Regions from separate parts of the Pan troglodytes genome. Here region 2 is linked to region 1. A link is a contact called in public HiChIP or PLAC-seq data. All regions are on one chromosome and are shown on one strand. The core of a region is the stretch at or near the end of the contact, and the rest is flanking DNA. Distances in the headings are between cores, read along the strand shown. Region 1 holds the start of KNTC1 (kinetochore associated 1). Region 2 holds the start of DENR (density regulated re-initiation and release factor).

What was found. HiChIP or PLAC-seq counts read pairs in DNA pulled down with a chosen protein or histone mark.
Region 2: an H3K4me3 HiChIP or PLAC-seq map of stem cell-derived excitatory neurons shows a contact between it and region 1, with 5 times the contacts expected there. The contact joins the promoter of DENR here to the promoter of KNTC1 in region 1. A contact is called at or near these places in 1 of 7 Hi-C or Micro-C datasets (stem cell-derived neural progenitor cells) and 1 of 1 datasets of contacts at active chromatin or transcription factors (stem cell-derived excitatory neurons).

The regions. Positions count from the first base shown.
Region 1 is chr10:129,363,546-129,367,786 of NHGRI_mPanTro3-v2.0_pri, reverse strand. KNTC1 (kinetochore associated 1) reads right to left here and starts at 2,492. Exons shown (of 64, transcript XM_009426487.5): 1 at 2,364-2,492. RSRC2 (arginine and serine rich coiled-coil 2) reads left to right here and starts at 2,497. Exons shown (of 11, transcript XM_063785165.1): 1 at 2,497-2,868.
Region 2 is chr10:129,590,037-129,594,277 of NHGRI_mPanTro3-v2.0_pri, reverse strand. DENR (density regulated re-initiation and release factor) reads right to left here and starts at 2,304. Exons shown (of 8, transcript XM_003313994.7): 1 at 2,139-2,304; 2 at 1,279-1,393. The coding sequence starts at 1,384.

The DNA of each region.
Region 1 (4,241 bases), core at 1,243-3,742:
AATTATACCAAGTTTTCATTAGAAATAAACCTTTCATTAGAAATAAACCTTTAATAGCAGCAAACAGTGTAGGTTTAGATGCCAGATTGTCAGGGATATCATAGGATGATAAGATTCCAGATGAAGTTCAGAAAAGTCCATTGATGCTATCATAGTATTATTATACAACAAATAAAAATGATAAGGGGAGGAGAAAAAAATGAATTAGGTTTCTGGATCAAAGACTAAGCTTGAAACCTTATGAGGTTTACCCATCTCAAAAAGCAAAGGTTTACATAAACCATATTACCTGGAGTCTGGGTGGGAAAAGAACACTAAGGAGAAAAACAATCCTTGGATCAAGACTGGTAGGGAATGATAATCAAATAATTACAATTGGTTTCATAAGTGCTACTAGAAGTATGTTTCAATATCTATAAAAGGTATAGCACAAGGAAGAAACAATTTCTGACTTGGTGCTCTTTCACAATGACTAGGCAGCTGTCCTTGGGTGATCACTTAATCTTTCTGTTCCTCAATTCTCTAATTTATAAAATAGGAATATACAGGCCAGGCCAGCGCGGTGGCTCACACCTGTAATCCCAGAACTTTGGGAGGCTTAGGCAGGTGGATTATCTGAGGTCAGGAGTTTGAGACCAGCCTGGCCAACATGACGAAACCCCCTCTCTACTAAAAACACATAAAATTAGCCGGGCGTGGTGGTGTGCACCTGTAATCCCAGCTACTCAGGAGGCTGAGGCTGTAGAATTGCTTGAACCCGGGAGGCGGAGGTTGCAGTAAGTTGAGATCGTGCCACTGCACTCCAGCTTGGGCAACAAGAGTGAAACTCCGTCTTGGAAAAAAAATATATGTATACAGTTTGCCGTCAATATCCATGTGTTCCACATCCCTAGATTCCACCTACAGGCATAGCACATTTACACTGTTACGCAAGATAAGAAATCAAGAGATGATTTAAAGTATACAGGCAGATGTTCCTAGGCTACATGCAAATGCTATGCCATTTAATGACAGGGACTTAAGCATCCTAGGGTTTTGGTATCTGTGGGAGGTCCTGGAACCAATCTCCCATGGATACCAATACCAAGGAACTAATTTAGTTGTACCCACCTGAAGGAGTTTTCTATTTTTCACTTCTGGTTTTTTGAGAGACGAGGGTCTCACTATTTTGCCCTGGCTGGCCTTGATCTCCTGGGCTCAAGCAATCCTTCTGCTTCAGCCTCCCAATGTTTTGAGTTTTAAATGTTCACAGAACAATGCTCGGTTAATGGCAAACATTCAATTTTAGGTGTTAGCTTATTTGTTATTGGTGGAAGCAGGTAACACTTGGGCTGAGAATTGAAGATCATAGTTTTATAAATGTTTAAAGAGTTCTTCCTAAGAGCATAAGCAAGGGAACAGAAACAAAACATGTTTGGAGAATAGAGAAGTTTCAGTGGCTGGTGTTTGGGTGGGAGTGAGGAGATGAAGAAGGAGGGACAGGTTGGAATGAATACCTTTATGGGTCTCAATTTCCCACATCTGTGAAATAGAGAAACCGCCCATAACTGCCATATTTACTTATTCAACAAATGTTTATTGAATACCTATTTACTATGTGCCAGACACCTTTCTAGGAACTGGGAATATAGCTTGAACAGAACACAAAAATGTCTTTGCCATTATGAAGTTTATGTTTTTGCGGGAAAAACAGACAAAAATAAAATAGTTAATACGTATCTTGTTACGCTACCGCCACAAAAAAGCAACTGCACAAATAATTACAAAAAGTGCTAAATGATTTGAAGGAAACAGTGATTAAATGGATGAGGTGAGGCGTCGCTGAAGAAGGATTTGTTTGGGAAGGGAAGGAGGTGACATCTGAGCTGAGACCTGAATAACAAGAAGTACGCAAAACTTAGGCGGAACGCGACGTAGGCAGAGGGAACAGAGTGCAAAGACTCGGAGGCTGAGTAGGAAGCGTTTGATGCTGCTGCCGGGTCAAAGCAAAAGCAGAAGACAGTGAGGGAGAGAACAGTGGAGTCCAATAAAACCTCGACTTCAAGATTGAATTTTATTCTCAGTACAAGGGGTAGAAGGGGAACTCAGCAAACGAGTGGTCTGATTTGATAATTTTGAGAACACTCTGGCGGCGGAACGCAGAACAGATTCGCGAATAGGAGAGAATGAGCAAGATGAAACATTTGTCAGTTAGGCCTCCATACTTAAACGCTCTCCGCTGGACATCGCCGCCAGCAAAAACCGACTCCAACCTCTCTCCTGCCAGCGTCAAGGGGAAAACAACAGGAACTGAGCAGAGGCTGCAGCTACTTCGTCCTGAACCCACCCCCAGTTCCCTACACAGCGCAGCTCCCCGTCCTCACCTGCAATTGAAGAAACTAAAGAGGAATACTCAGATATCTGGCCCCTCTTCCTGACTCACACAACCGCCTCTAGTCTTTAGGTTCCATCCCACAGGTTTAAATTGGCGGGAGAACACTAAACCCAACCCCTTTACGGCGGCCGGAAGAGACCAAGATTACTTTAGACTCGAAATAGGAAGTTGCCCCACCCTGAGTTCCGCCCTTTCCGTTCTCCCGACTGCGCATTCCTGGGGTGTATTCTTGGCCCCGCCCTCTTCACGGTCCTTACACTCCCCTATGAAAGAACACCCAATCACCGCCTCGAATTGCGTTGTTATAGAAACTTTTGTTACCGCCCCTTTTTCTCCCAGCAAGCTGTGCGACGCGCCGGGCCTCCTCGCCTTTGTGCCATCCGGGTCTCTCGCGCGAGCGATTTTAGTCTGAGGCGAAGCTTCGGAGCGGCCGGTACTGTTGAGAGCGACAAGTGGAGGCGCCGCTCTAGCGGCCGGGACTCTGAACTATGGCGGTAGGTACCGAATCTGAGTTTAAAGCCAGGGATATTTTTCTGCTACGTTCCAACGGTGGGTGAACGGCTCCCAGAACCTTGTTCGTGTGTATGTGTGTAGACAAAATGGCGCCGCGGCCTTCTTCTGCGCCCGCCATCATGGCTGCCTGCTGTAGGGAGGGGGAAGTAAGGCGGTGTTGGTGGGGGTGGGGAGCCGCAGGGAGTGCCTTTTCTTTCCAGAACTTTCCTCCTCTCTTCCCCAACCCTACGTTCCTTTCGCCTCACTGAACTTCCTCCATTTTCGCTTATTCACCCTGGCTAGTGATTTATTCTAAGTTTTTTAGGGCCTGAGAATTTGCGGTGGAGAAAGGGGCTGGGGAAGAGAAAGACGATCAGGAGTGGTCTCTGAAAAGTATTGGGTCAAAAAGGCAGTGTCTCTAAGGGGTAGTGTGGGAGAAGAGAGCGACTTGTAGCTATTTTTTTTTTTTTGTACGCTCAATGAGATGCTCCTAGTTGCATAATTTCAATTAGTGTTCGTCAGTATAAACCTTATTATTGTGTATTAACGAGCTGGGAAGGTATTGCTGAAAGGGAGTGAAAATTCAACTTAAAAGGTTGTGGAACTACCAATTCTGACTGATGCGAGGTTTCCGAAGTGGCCCGTGATGTAATCAATTTGAAGTCCGAGAAGAATTACAGTTAAGTCTTGTCACTGACCTTGCTCCTTTAAATTTAAACCCTTCGTTGACCCCAGAGGAGCTACAGTTCGTAAATTATCTATTCTGAACAATAAGCCTGCGTGTGTATAAGATACCCAATTCTGACGGATCCACATTATTTTGTGCTTACCTCATTTTTATTCCGTTAAAAGGAAAATGTAAAGATTTTGCATTCCTTTTTACTGACTAAAAAATTATATCATTTTCGATAATAATTATGACTCTTAAACATAGTGATAGTTTTAAAGTTTGCTCTTCCTAACGATTGAAATGCCTGGGATTAGGCAGATGATTTTCTTTTTCCCCCATACCCCTCTATTATTTAGGTGATTGAGTTTAAACCCGTTTCTTTTACTGTCTTCCTTTGTTTAGTGTTTTGGGCCTCAGTATACTTAAAGAGTAATACTATTTTTCTTGGGTTGCAGGTTTTTTTGTGTTTTTTCGAGACGGAGTTTTGCTCTTGTCGCCCAGGCTGGAGTGCGATGGCGCGATCTTGGCTCACTGCAACCTCCGCCTCCCGGGTTCAAGCGATTCTCCTGCCTCAGACTCCCGAGTAGCTGGGATTACAGGCGCCCACCACCACACCCGGCTAATTTTTTTATATTTTTGGTAGAGACGGGGTTTCACCACGTCGGCCAGGCTGGTCTCGAACTCCTGACCTCGGATGATCCACCC
Region 2 (4,241 bases), core at 1,055-3,554, 230 kb before region 1:
AATGCAGCATACTTGGATTCTTCCATTTGGAGAAACTCAAATTCACTGTATTGCAAATCAGCCTATTATCTATCTCCAAATCTAATCTTTCTCAAAGTCATCATTTTTAGTGGTGTTCTGGTTTTTCAACTCTCTCAATTGTGAAATATCTTTTTCCTTTTTCACCATTAAACATTGTATCTTTTCTTTGATTAACCCTCTTTATTCACTTTTATACTGCTTACACTCTCAGCAAGGCACTTATTTACCTCAAACCTAGATTTCTGAAAGTGGCCTTCAAATTTGTGGGTTCTATTTCCTCCAAATAATGCAGCATATTAATCTCTTGTCACTTTATTTTCCTGCTCAAAAAACGATTAGGTTGGTGCAAAAGTAACTGCAGTTTTTGCCATTACTTTTAATGGCAAAAAGATATCATTTCTCCTTCTACGGTACTTAAATGTCAGATGTGGTCTCTACTGCAGTCACAGAATGTAAAGTCCACGTGAACAAGGATCTTCTGACTTATTCACTACTCAGGACCCAGCACCTAAAACATCACTAGGCACACAGTAAGTTCTGAGAAATATTTACTGAAAAAATATTTACTTGCCCTTTTACTGTCCTGTATCTTCAGATTTTTCTGAAAGTTTCCAAGATGCGAATACATACAGCATTTACAATTCACAAATATTTCTATATTGAAAATGAAGAAAAACACTCGAAAGTGAAAAAGATCTTGATTAAACCTAATACATATATCATGATTCAAACCAAGAAGACTTTCCTCACTGTCCTACCACCCAACACTCCAACCTCACCTTCTCCCACTCCTTAACGGGCACCCTCCCTATACGATACACCAGACAAACTCAAAGCTGCTCACTTCTTCACAGACAGCCATCAAGCTTTTTCTTACATAGTCGTGCGCTTTGTCTGGGACGCCGTTCCCCACCTTCTCATCCAGTCCTTGCCATCCTTAACTCATAATCTTCCAAGAAGCCCTCCTTTGACAGCTAGACTAGCATACACCTTGAGGACCTTCAGGCTGAAATAACCTAGTTGCACATCCTGTTACAAATGGACTGTAAGCTTCTTCAGGCAGAGTAGCCAGACACAAATCACCCAGGTGGGGAAATTCTGTTAATTCATGCCTCCTCCTCCCCAGGACTCCTCTCCCCCAGTACAAACTCACCAAATGAAAAGGATGGGGGAAAAAAGCTTACCAAATGTCAAACTGTTATTACAATGCATAAAAGTATAGTGAGTAAAAGTCATTCTGTGGCTACCAACACTTGCCTCCACAATAAAGGACTCGAAGTGGGTAATCGGCATCTAACTTGGCACTGTTCCTTGGGTCTCCTTTGCAGTCAGCCCCGCTGGATTCAGAAATGTCAGCAGCCATTTCACAAACCTGTAAGCAAGGAAAATAACACACCCTCACTATTTTAGAATCAAGACCCCAGAAGAGCAGTGTTCCTCTCAACAGAAACCTCCCCACCCCAAAGCTGTTTCAAGTCTGTTGTTGAGTGGGGGATACAAGCTGCATTCGATTCATAGAATATGAGCAATCCCAGGCACAACATCTCCTTGCTCCACAGGTCTACAGGGAAGCAAGCAGCAAATGGACCATGAAGGATGGGGCAGAGGGACTCACTAGTGAAAAACAGGAAGCAATGGGGAAGGAAAGATGGGGTGAGTACCCACGGCAGACACGGAGCAAAAAAGGTCTGAGGGTGATCTGGGAGGGATGCAAACTGCAGTGAGAGAGAAGGGCTACAAAGGCGCCGAATGGAGAGAGGCTGGAAGTGCCTAGGAACAAGGGGTGGGTCATCGGAGGAGCCCGGGGTGCAGGGTGTGGGGGCAACTAAACGCCATGAGAGGGTCCTGGGGAGTCTAAAAAGGGCATGGGAGGGGGCGGGGTGACCAGAGCCTAAGAAGGATGAGGAGAGAAAACGAGCACAGAATGTAAGAGCACTGAGGGGACAAGGGCGACCAGGTCTGAGGCGAAGGAGCAACCCCGGGGACGCCAGAAGGGGCCCTTGTGGGCGGGGGTGTGGAGAGGCCCGGCCCGGCCCCCTTCCGCCAGGCAGCATCTCAGCTTCCCCCACACTCTCTACGAGCTTCTCGGGAGCGGGCGAAGCACTTGGGGTCGTTACCCAGGCGGTCGCACAGGCCCCGCCGGCTCCGCTCCCGCCGCTATCGCCAGCTGAACCAACACATGCAACTCGTCTCCCCGGCCAGGGCCGCCCGAGCGCCCGACCGCCAACAGCGCTCCCGCGAGACAATGAGCCTTTATCGCGAGATTCCGGCCGCCGCTGGGCGGATGTCGCGAGAAGCCGGAAGACGGGGGCGGAGAAAAATTGCGGAGCTTGCGCCTTGCCCTCCGGTGGGGGGCGTGGCCAAGAGGCCGAGAGGCGGGCCGCCGGCAGGCGGTGCTCGTCACCCGTTGGAGAGGATGAATCCTCGAGATGGGCGTGCCGAGGGGAGCGCGACTTGCAGACGCAGAGAGCGCACCTGAGTCAGAAATGACTCCCTATTAATGAGTCCGAGGATCATCGCCTCGGTGTCTGCGGTGCATCCTGGAGTCCTGACTAACCTCCAGCTACTGCATAAATCACTCCCGTGCGGGGAGATTGCAGCCGGATAGAGCGTTTGGTCGCATTTTAACACCATGCACTGAATTAAAGGAAGGTTTTCTCCCTCCCTCCCTCCCTCCCTTCCTCCTTTCCTTCTTCTCTTCTTTTCTCTCTCTCTTCGCCGGATGGAGCGTTTGGTTGCGTTTTAACACCATACACTAAATTAAAGGAATTCTTTTTTCTTTCTTTTCTGTTCTTTTCTTTCTTCTTTCTCTTCTTTCTGTCTCTTTCTTCCCCTTCCCTCCCTTCCTTCCTTCTTTCCTTCCTTCCTCCCTCCCTTCCTTCATCCTTTTCTTTATGTTTTGACAGGGTCTCACTCTGTCACCTAGGCTGGATGGAGTGCAGTTGCACAAACACGGTTCACTGCAGCCTCGACCTCCCAAGTAGTTGGGAACACAGGCGCGCGTTACCACACCCAGCTAATTTTTAATTTTTTTGTAGAGGTGGGGGAATCTCCCTATGCTGTCCAGGCTGGTCTCGAACTCCTGGACTCAAGGGATCCTCCCGCCTCCGCCTCCCAAAGTGCTGGGATTACAGGCGTGAGCCACCGTGCCCGGCCTACAATTTTTTTTAATGAAAAAAAGAAAAATGTAAGAGTATGGGAATATATGGGGAAAAGAAAGATCAGATTGTTACTGTGTCTGTGTAGAAAGAAGTAGACATAAGAGACTCCATTTTGTTCTGTGCTAAGAAAAATTCTTCTGCCTTGAGATGCTGTTAATCTGTAACCCTACCACCAACGCTGTGCTTCCTGAGACCTGTGCTGTGTCAACTGAGGGTTAAATGGATTAAGGGCTGTGCAGGATGTGCTTTGTTAAACAAATGCTTGAAGGCAGCATGCTCCTTAAGAGTCATCACCACTCCCTAATCTCAAGTACCCAGAGACACAATACACTGCAGAAGGCCGCAGGGACCTCTTCCTAGGAAAGCCAGGTATTGTCCAAGGTTTCTCCTCATGTGATAGTCTGAAATATGGCCTTGTGGGAAGGGAAAGACCTGACCATCCCCCAGCCCGACACCCGTAAAGGGTCTGTGCTCAGGAGGATTAGTAAAAGAGGAAGGAACACCTCTGTGCAGTTAAGAGGAAGGCATCTGTCTCCTGCTCGTCCCTGGGCAATGGAATGTCTCGGTGTAAAGCCCGATTGTATATTCCATCTACTGAGATAGGGGAAAACCGCCTTAGGGCTGGAGGTGGGACATACTGGCAGCAATACTGCTCTTTAAGGCATTGAGATGTTTATGTATATGCACATCAAAAGCACAGCACTTTTTTCTTTACCATGTTTATGATGCAGAGACATTTGTTCACATGTTTTCCTGCTGACCTTCTCTCTACTATTATACCCTATTATCCTGGCACATCCCCCTGTCCGGGAAATGCCTGCTAATGATCAATAAATACTAAGGGAACTCAGAGGCCGGTGCGGGCACGGGTCCTCCGTATGCTGAACGCCGGTCCCCTGGGCCCATTTTTCTTTCTCTATAATTTGTCTCTGTGTCTCTTTCTTTTCCAAGCCTCTCGTTCCACCTGACGAGAAATGCCCACAGGCGTGGAGGGGCAACCCATCCCTTCAGGAATAGATCTCGGTTTCAAGAATAGTTGGATCCTGCAGATAAAACAAC